Regions from separate parts of the Oryctolagus cuniculus genome. Here regions 2 and 3 are each linked to region 1. The links are chromatin contacts, called in public Micro-C maps. All regions are on one chromosome and are shown on one strand. The core of a region is the stretch at or near the end of the contact, and the rest is flanking DNA. Distances in the headings are between cores, read along the strand shown.

The links. Hi-C and Micro-C count contacts between places; a contact is called where the count stands out from the background.
Region 2: a contact with region 1 is called in a Micro-C map of ear pinna, with 5 times the contacts expected there. The contact joins the promoter of DUS4L here to the promoter of CBLL1 in region 1. A contact is called at or near these places in 2 of 6 Hi-C or Micro-C datasets (ear pinna and psoas muscle).
Region 3: a Micro-C map of ear pinna shows a contact between it and region 1, with 5 times the contacts expected there. The contact joins the promoter of DLD here to the promoter of CBLL1 in region 1. A contact is called at or near these places in 2 of 6 Hi-C or Micro-C datasets (ear pinna and an unstated tissue).

The regions. Positions count from the first base shown.
Region 1 is chr3:136,468,060-136,471,232 of mOryCun1.1, reverse strand. CBLL1 (Cbl proto-oncogene like 1) reads left to right here and starts at 1,688. Exons shown (of 6, transcript XM_070071147.1): 1 at 1,688-2,185. The coding sequence starts at 2,173.
Region 2 is chr3:136,665,843-136,669,015 of mOryCun1.1, reverse strand. It overlaps DUS4L (dihydrouridine synthase 4 like), which reads left to right and starts at 1,569. Exons shown (of 7, transcript XM_002712114.5): 1 at 1,569-1,888. COG5 (component of oligomeric golgi complex 5) reads right to left here and starts at 1,555. Exons shown (of 22, transcript XM_008258350.4): 1 at 1,422-1,555. The coding sequence starts at 1,515.
Region 3 is chr3:136,291,435-136,294,607 of mOryCun1.1, reverse strand. It overlaps DLD (dihydrolipoamide dehydrogenase), which reads left to right and starts at 1,682. Exons shown (of 14, transcript XM_051849690.2): 1 at 1,682-1,882. The coding sequence starts at 1,844.

The sequences.
Region 1 (3,173 bases), core at 439-2,938:
CTGGAGTATGTTGTCTATACGAACATCCTAGGCCAGGTTTTGTTAAATATTCTACTTCTTCACTGTTACTCTGAAATCTTTACAGATTCTCTGCAATCACATTTTCTAGCCCTTCCAGACACGCGTGGACAGTACAAGACAAGCTGATCACTGCCCTTCATGTAAGCCTCAATGCTCACATCTTCCCTCTGCTATGCCTGTCATTGCTCGCCTCTTGCCTAAATTTCCTGTTTATCAAGGCTCAGCTTAAATCCCTCCATAAAGCCTACCTGGCTCCTCTCAGTCCCACTGCTCATTACTGTCTGACGGTACGCAGCACTGCATTCCCCCTGCACACTCTCGCCATAATTATATGGGCCTTTTAAAGGATTTCTCTAAGTGCCAGTCTGGAGGCAGGGACCCTTCATTATTTACACAGCTCTTGCGTCAGTCTGACTTTTAATTGCTGGGTGAATTGGGATAAAATAATAATAATAATAAAAATAAAAGCACCTCTCTGGTGAAAAATGCTCACCTATAGCAGCACGCACAGGTGGGTGCAAGACTTGGGTCCTCCCCAATCTCCAAACCAATAATCCCAGCGACTGAGAAAGCATGTTTAAAACTCAGAAATAGAGGACATTTTAACAAAAGCAGGGACCCCTTGATTCCTCAACGTCCTTACTTGTGGATACACCTGAACATTTGCTTACGAAGCTGCAGATGACAGAAAGGCTTTTTCAAGAGGTCCCAGTCACCAAACACCACGCTGTGCTGCTAGCAGATGTAACTGTACAACCACGCAGCTGCAACCTATTGCTACCCGCTTTCGCGCCAGCACAGCGTGTAAACACTTCTGCAGACGGTCAGCACCATTGTCGCCCATTGATCCCCTAACGCTCATTGATCCCCTAACGCTGGCACGGAAAGTGTGAACAACCCCGAGGTGAAGATGTCGTCACCAGGGGACCACAAGAATAGAACCCAAATCCCTCGACTCCCAAGCTGCTGTTTTCCACTAATTGTGCTCCTTTCTACTCATCCGAGTGCATCAAGAGCAAAGGGCTGGAGACAGGGGCGGCCACCGGTGAGCCTGGTCCGCGAATCGCCCCCTTGCCACTGCCTGGTTGTGGCTGAGGAAGATGAAGGCAGCAAGCCCAAACCCCTGGGACCGGGAACTGGAACTAGGTACCGCCTGTTGGGGTAACTCTCCCTTCCTCGTTGGAAGCCTTTCCTCTTTTGATCTCTCCCTGCCGGCCAGGCCCTGGCGCGCTCTGCATCTCCCTGCGTTTGTCTCTCCCCTGGAGCGCCACTGTGCCCGGCGCGGCCGGTGTCCCTAGCCCAGGCGGTGGCGCCTTCGTCCGGCCCTCGGGGGAGCTGCTCCAGGGCTCCCTAGTGCCACAAGCGTTTGCCCCGGAAAACGAGCCGTAGTCCAGCATCCCGAGTGTGCTTCAAACTTAAAGAGGCGGGGACGGGGCGGGCAGTATACCCAGGGCGTGCGGCATAGGTTCTCGGGTAGCTCCGCACGACGAAGCACACAGTGCAGACAATCAGCACGGCCTTTCTCTCCGGCTGGGAGCTTCACGCGGCTCAGCCAAGCCCAGGAACACCTCCCAGCGGAGCGCCACTGTTTACACTGGGTCCACACCCGGTGCGGGACACCGACCGCCGCTGCGGAACCGGGGCATGGAGTGGGAGGGGTGGGGTGGGGGATTCCAAACCGTTACTCCGCCCGCCGGGGTGGGGCCGGCCCAACGGCCGAGACTGCGCGGTGGGCCCGGCCGACTCCACGTCCCCCGCGCACTACAAGCCCCAGAAGGCCTCGCTGCACGGGGGGGCGGGCCGCCGCCTCACCTGCCGCGAGCTTCCGCCTTCACCTATTACCGTTCCCACTCCCCGCCCCCGAGCCTCGGCCCCGTCGCTGTCCTGTTTCCACACTTAAAGGCCACTTCCTGTAGAGGCACACGCGAGGGGAAGCCTTGGCACCCTCGGCAGCGGAGCTCTCCCCGTACTATGCCCGGCCTCCTCACCGGAGCGCGGTAGAGGGAGGCGAGAGAAGGAAGTCCCTGCAGGCCAGAGCCTGGGCTACCTGCTCGCACTTCCGCCCCGCGGGCCCGGAAGGCAGCGCGCACGCGCTCGCTGCGACTCCGGCGCGGCCGACTTCCGCTCCCACTGTGCCCCGCGAGCCGAATCATGGATCACACTGGTAAGGAGGCGGAGGCAGTGGGGGTCCCTGTTTCATGCCCCCTTGGCCGGCCTGGGACTGGTCGTCCGGCGGGCGAAAGGGATTCCTCTCGCCCCCTAGCAGTGGAGGGTGGCGGTGGGAAACAAACCCCACAGACCCCTTCCCGGGCCCGGCGGGGCCCTGCTGCTCCCCGGCCTACCCTTCCCGTGTGGTACCTACATCCTCGGTACCGGCAGCAGCCTCTTGTTCTGCTGAGCTCCGCGTCGGCACTGCGGGCGGCTCCGGCTTGGTGGGGAGGGAAGCGTGCTGGCTTTTTCCCCCTTCTTTCTCAGGCTTGCTGCTCGGCCCTGCGTTATGGGGCTCGGGCGGCTAGCGCCAGTCCCGGAGTTGGATTCGCCTCATTACGTTGGGACTGGATGGGCGAGGGTGGCTTGGAGACTTCCTGCTGTCTCTGGCAGCTTTGGGCGGGTGCTGCCGCGGCCACCTCCTGCCGGTATTGTCGCTCTGCTCCTTCGTGGACTAGGCGTTACCGAAGGGAGTCGGATGTAGTTTTCGGGATCACAGTCGGAGCCCGTAACATGGCCCGCGCCTGGGCTGTGGCCCTTGCTCAGCATCATTTAGGGGCATTTGCAAAGGAGCTCTTAAAGCCAAGGCGTTCTCATCCCTTTCTCCAAGTAAGAGTGGCTCCACCCTTTGTTTAAGTTTTTTTTTTTTTTTTTTTTTTTTTTGCCTTTGGCTTTCTCTTGGGTTTGGGATGTTGAATGAGTGCACTTGGCGTTAGTAAGTGCTCCGTTGCGGATACCGACGTGATCACAAGTAGCGGGGAAAAGGCATTTTCTTGCCTTAACGCACCGATTGGATGCCCGCAGTCATCAGCCGTCTACTTAAGTGTATAATTGTGTCTCTGTGTGCGCGCGCGCGGTTGTTTATGTATTGTCAGATGCTTAGAGACACCTGCTGGTCTGGAGACGGAGACCCTCTTCTCATGAAGATCTATCCTAGTGGGGAA
Region 2 (3,173 bases), core at 320-2,819, 200 kb before region 1:
TGATTACAATGCATCCTACTAAAACATAGGCCTACCGTTTGGTGTGTGTTGTTCCTGCTATCTGTTCACCTGGGGAAGTCTGTTACACTTCACAACTAACTCCACCTGGAAAGCCTTTCCTGACACTGCCTCACCTGCCCCCAACCCCAGTTACCATCTTCTGAGTGTTCCTGCTTCAGTGTGTACACACTCTTAACTGCTGCCCTTACAGCACTGTATTCCAGGGTGTACTTATATAGCTCTGCCATATTATTTACTTACTAAATGGTGAGCTGCTTGGAGACAGGAACTGTCCACGCAGCACAAGCCCAAGCCTGGTTCAATTACAATTAAAAGGTGCCTGACAGAAACCTCAACCTAGAGAACCTAACACAGTCAGGTTCAGAAGAAAAAAAAAAAAGTTTTGACTACGGAATATAAACTATAAGTAACCAAGAACAGTGATAAAATATCCAACAGAGAAAACAATTTCTAACTTTATTTCAGTCATTCATAACCCAATTTGGTCTACAAATGTTTGTGAAATGTTTCTAACGGTGGTCGATTATAAAACAGTTATACATCACCTATTGTATGCAAGACACTGTCATTGACATTGTGGAATATAAAAAGCAGCTTTCCAACACAGTATTAGAGCTAAAGGCAGGTATACAGATGTTTTTAATGCAGGTACTCCGTGACAGCCACAAGGGAAGAAATTCAGAACACCTGAGGCAGGCCTTATTTTTATGCTTAGGAATTTCAACTTCATTCTGAAGGGTAAGAGATCTGGGGCATGTTAACTGGGTTAGGAGAACCAAGTGTGCTTTTTCCAAGTGTACTATATTTAACTTTTATTTTTGGTAACTTCTCTTTAAAACTGGCTATCAAGAGATGTTACATTCGACACAGTTAATCACACCAAGGGCAAGGAATGCTCAGAACCCTCCCCTGCGGCTGACAGCCTGCAACAGGGGCCACCTGTATTGTCTCAGAATTTGTTAACGGAGGCGTTTCCGACTCTACGTCAAAACGAGCCCTTTCGTTAGCGTCTGCCATCTGTTCTAGTCTCAACACTTTTCAGGGGTTCAAACACTTCACCCTTCCGTCAGGAACTGCGACGGCAGCCTAGTGCGGGATCCTGGAACTTCAGGGGAGCCCTGAGCGCGTGGGAAGTTGCACTAAAATGAGGAGCAACCAGACACCAATTGCCCCCCCCCCAAAAAAAAAAAAAAAAACCTGCAGGAAGGGGGGTTGCAAATCCCTAGGGAAACAGGTTGGTTAGGCCGGCACCCGGACACCAGGGGGCCGGGCGAAGGGAGTGGTCACGCCGAGACCGGAAAACTTTCTGCAAAGCGACGGGTTGAGTCCACTACCCAGTCCCGGACGTGGAGCAGGGCAGTCTCCTAGCCCCACGACCCGGCCAGCCCTAAACTCCTTACCGTCCTGCAGGAGCTCCCGGACTGTCGCCGTAGCCGCTGCAGAGCCCAGAGCCCCAAGGCCAGATACGGCGACGCTGCCGTCGCCACCTTCCATGTTGGCAGGTGCCGGGTTGATGGCGTCAGTGGCCCCGCCTAAGTAGTGACGCAGATTTCCGGCGCCGCCCGCCTTCCTCTTCCCTACCCCCTCCCACGACACTCCGCGACAGCGCGCGCTTCTTAACCCCACGGGTGGACTCACTGTTGGGTGGCGGCTGCACCAAGCCTGGCTGGGAGTCCGGGGGCCGCAGGAGTGGACGCGCGCCAAGGTCTCGAAGGACTCCGGGCAGAGCTTTCTGCTCTCTCCGGCTCGGCCCAGCCAAGGAGAAGAGGGGCGCTGGAACGTGGCCGCCGCGCTCACCGCTGAAGCGAGTATTCAACCGAGATCCAGGGCCTGGCGGCTCAAGGCAAGACGTTGTCGGCAGGCGTGAGTGAGTGGCCACCCAGCTTTATGTGTCCCACGCCCGGAGTGGCAGCCTTGGGAGGGAGGGGGAAGTATGGGAAGAAAAATTGCACGCGAGGAAAAGTGAGGAGCATTAGGGAGAGTTGAAGTATGAATCAGAAAAAAAACAAGGGAGACTCCCTGTCTCTGCGCCCGGTCCCAAGAGTTCTTGCCTTTTTACTTTCCTACCTCTCTCAGTTTTAACCCACATGCTATGAGTGACACCAGGGTTTTTCATCTTAGAAACTGATGGAACTCAACGGTGTTGAAGCTATAAAATCACCAAGTTGGTTCCGATTACATCTCTGCTAATATTTGTGCTTTAATTACCCAGGTTTCTCCCAAGGTAAATGCCGATCAAGTAACAGGGTCAACAGGTGTGGACGCGTTTGCATAAGCATTTCTTCCTAAAAAGAAAGATGCTGTAGTATAACTTCCATTTTATACAGTAGGTTTGGAACCGGGAAATCAATTCCTTCCAACTCCAGAATTGAATGATTCTCTACCATGTGCTAACAGCACTGCACGAAAGTGCTCTGATAGAACTGAGCCTATGCTTAACACTGTTCCAAGTCCCTTTTAAATCTTCAGTCATTTCGTATTCGAGACAACTCAGGTGAGCAAGCTCATGCTACAATGCATCTTGCTTTCTGTTCATTTTTGTCTCAGGTTTTTCCCTAAAACGATTTGTTTCATCTCTATCATAATGCCAGGAAGGTTGACTATTCCAAATGGAGGTCCCATGAATTGCCAAGGTCTGTGTGTTCAGATTCACCTTAGGTTTCAGCTGTAATACACAAAATTAATTGATTCACAATTTTGACTATTAATGAACAGCAGTATCTGTGAATTACATGTGGTTTTTCCATCCTTGGCTTTTTTTTCTTTCTTTAATGTTGGAAGATTTAGAAGAATGCATAGTATTCATTTATCCAATGAAAAATTGTGAGCCCCTACTGTACATCCAGGCATGAGTTTACAAGCATAACACTAAATTCACATCCTAAAGGAGCTGATAGGTAAGGTAGAAAGACATTAAAACAAATGTACAGGATGCCATGGAATATATGGGTTTATTCATTCCAGTAGTACAACCTAACTGCCCATTGAAATCACCTGGAGAGCTTTAAGAGCCACTGATGCCTGTATCCCTAACCCAGACATTCCAGCTTAATTGATCTGGGGTATACCTCGGGTATTGTGATCGTTAAAAGCTCTGTATGTCATTCAAATGTGCAAGATTGAAAACTACTCATTGATTCAACAAATACGTA
Region 3 (3,173 bases), core at 433-2,932, 180 kb after region 1:
TTACTTTTTGGTGGAAGAGGTGGGAACTAATTTTTGGACGTATTTTTGAGGATGCCATGATGGGGATTATTTCTTTGAGATGATAAGAATGAGGAAGAGGATTGAACATTATTTGGTCATATGGTCACATATGCATAGTTGCATGAAAACTTGTAAAAAGCATTGCTCTTCTGGGCACCTATGTATCCTGTTGCACATTCTATAACTGTATAAAAAAAGGCAGTATGGGGGGTGGGCGCTGTGGCGTAAGGGGTAAGGCTGCTGCCTGAAGTGCTGGCATCCTATACGGGTGCCAGTTTGGGTCCCAGCTGCTCCACCTATGATCCAGCTCTCAGCTATGGCCTGGGAAAGCAGTAGAAGATGGCCCAAGTCCTTGGGCCCCTGTACCTGCGTGGGAGACCTGGAAGAGGCTCTTGGCTCCTGGCTTCGGATTGGCCCAGCTCCAGCCATCGCGGCCATTTGGGGAGTAAACCAGAGCATGGAATACCCCCCCACCCCGCCTCTCTAATAAATAAATAAATCTTTTTTTTTTCTTTTTAAAAAGGCAGTATGGGTTACAGCTAGAGTCTCTATAACAGACACTTAATATCATTAATTTCTTCTCACCTAAAACTGAGCACTAATAGGCAGGGAGTAATGTATCCCAGTGTTCACACCCACAAAGCCCAGCATGGTGCCAGGTGGTAAGCCTTCAAGGAATGTGGAATGCAGTTCTACTCACATTAAAGACAGTTATCACAAAGCAAGAATCAGGTCTTCGATCTCCATGCTCCATCTCCGACACGCCTTTTCAACCCTTTTGCATCTATTACCTCTTATGAAAATCTTAAATCTCAACCACCATCTCACCATCAATTGTTCTACCTGGGAGGTGTTTCCCAAAGGAGGACACAGAGGGTAGAGTTCTGTGCATGTCCGCAGTCTGTTTACTTAGGGGAGGACACTGTTTATGTCAGTTTGTGGCCCATGCCTTATAAGCAGTGGTTAAGACCAAAGGGATTAGGGGCCTGCGCTGCCTGCGCCTTAGCCAATAAAGCGGCTGCCTGCAGCGCCGGCATCCCATACTTGACTTGGGTCAAGTCCCAAGTCCCGGCTGCTCCACTTCCGATCCAGCTCTCTGCTATGGCCTGGGAAAGCAGCAGAAGATGGTCCAAGTCCTTGGGCCCCTGTACCCGCATGGGAGACCCGGGGGGAAGCTCCTGGCTCCTGGTTTCCAATCAGGTTAGCTCTGGCCGTGGCAGCCATTTGGGGGAGTGAACCAGCGGCTGGAGGATCTCTCTCTCTCTCTGCCTAATAAATAAATACATCACAAACTTAAAAAAAGACCAAAGAGTTTAACCTCAGAGCTTTAGAGACTTCTTCTTTAAGCGATACTGAGGGTTTTGCTTAAGCTCTCAGGAAAACGGAGATAGACAATACTTCATAGAGGAGCGTAAGGATGAAGTGAGATAATGCCTGTGGCAAGCGCCAAGGAATGCCTAGTACATCAAAGAGCTTGTCAAGCTTGCCAACCTTTCCTTTGCTAGTCTGCATAAAATGATAAGTTTACTTGCCTATATCTTTCATATTCCAAGTTTAAGGCTACAGTGCAACCCTGCACATTTCCACAGCATCCCAAAATGCTCCGTCCCACCCCACGCCGCCACAAAGCACTAGGTTCTTTACGACAGTTTACGACGCCGAGCCTGACCCGAACGCCTTGTCCTCGCGGGCCAATCGCGCTGCTCCCCGGGGATGACGTAAGCCGCGCTTGTGCATGCGCAGGGTGGGGAGACCTTGGAAAAGCCGTGGACGCGCTTAGCGGAGGTGAAAGCATTGGAGGAAAGGAAAGTACCGGGGGAAAATGCAGAGCTGGAGTCGTGTGTACTGCTCCTTGGCCAAGGTGAGGACCTCCGAGGTGGGGTCGTGCTGAGCCGGAGGCACGGAGAGGCCTGAGTCCGGGAGCCGGGACGCGGCCTAACTGGTGCGAGTTCGAGAGGCTGGCGGCCTGACCCGGACCTCTTGTGCACCGGCTCCCGCCCGGCCTCGGTCCGGACGTGGCGGTTCCTTCCCTGGCAGCGGGAGCTGAGCAGCCGCGGAGGGGCCCTGCCTCGGCTGGCTGGTGGCGGCCAGCATTTCCCATAGCTGGGCCGAGGGGCGTACCCATAGGCCTCCGCCCGAGGAGAAGGGGTTAGCAGGGACCTGGCGCGTCCTGCTCTCGCCCTTTTCGTAAAGCTGACTCCGGAGTGGCCTGGTTGTCTGCAGTGGGCAGGTAACCTTGAGAGCACTGCTTGAATGGCCCGGATCTCCTCCCCCTCCCCCTCCCCCCCGGGGCTAGCCCCCAGCCCTGTACCATGTTACTTTTTTGCTACACATATCTCTGATATCGTTTAGTGTAGGAAATAGGCACAGTAAAGGATTACCGACAGTCACTAATAAAATAGAGCCATGACTGCTTTCAGTAACATAGGACTTGCCTGTGGCGCTGGGACAGGCGATCATCAGGCCTACCAAGTGAGAACGAATGAGCAGGTAGCATATTGAGGACGAAAGGGTGATTCCTGTCCCAGCTGGTGGGGTGGAATGGCGAAACTTATAACTGATGAACAGAGTTGGTTCCCGAACAACACAGGGATCCGGGTGCCAGGCTCTTGTGCAGTTGAAAAATCTGCGAGGTTTGACCCTCTCTCTCCCCCACCTCCAAACGTTAATAGGGTGCAAGTAAGTGAGTAACGTACAGTTTTTATGTGTTGCATGTTATGTACAGTGAAAAATAAGGGTTGCGAGAGAGAACTTGTCACTGTGATGTGCAGTTTACTGGAGAGAGGAGCTACTGAGGGAGAGACAGCATCACCTGGTGTTTTAAGGAGCTGCAACACTTGAGCTCAGTTGTCCCAGAAAGTGGGATTGTCTGTGCATATTCTGAGCGTTCATCATATAGCTTTTCCTTAATTTTTTTTTTTTATTTGAAAGGCAGAGTTAGAACGTGTGAGAGCTTCCATCTGTTGGTTCATCCCCAAAATGGTTGCAATGGCTGGGGTTGAGTCAGGAGCCGGGAAGGGAACTCCATCTGGTCTCCTACTTGGGTGGTAGGGTCCCACGTTCCTGGACCATCTTCCACTGCTTTTCCAGCCACATTAGCAGGAAGCTGGATCTGAAGCAGAGCAGCTGGGACTTGAACAGGTGCTCCGATG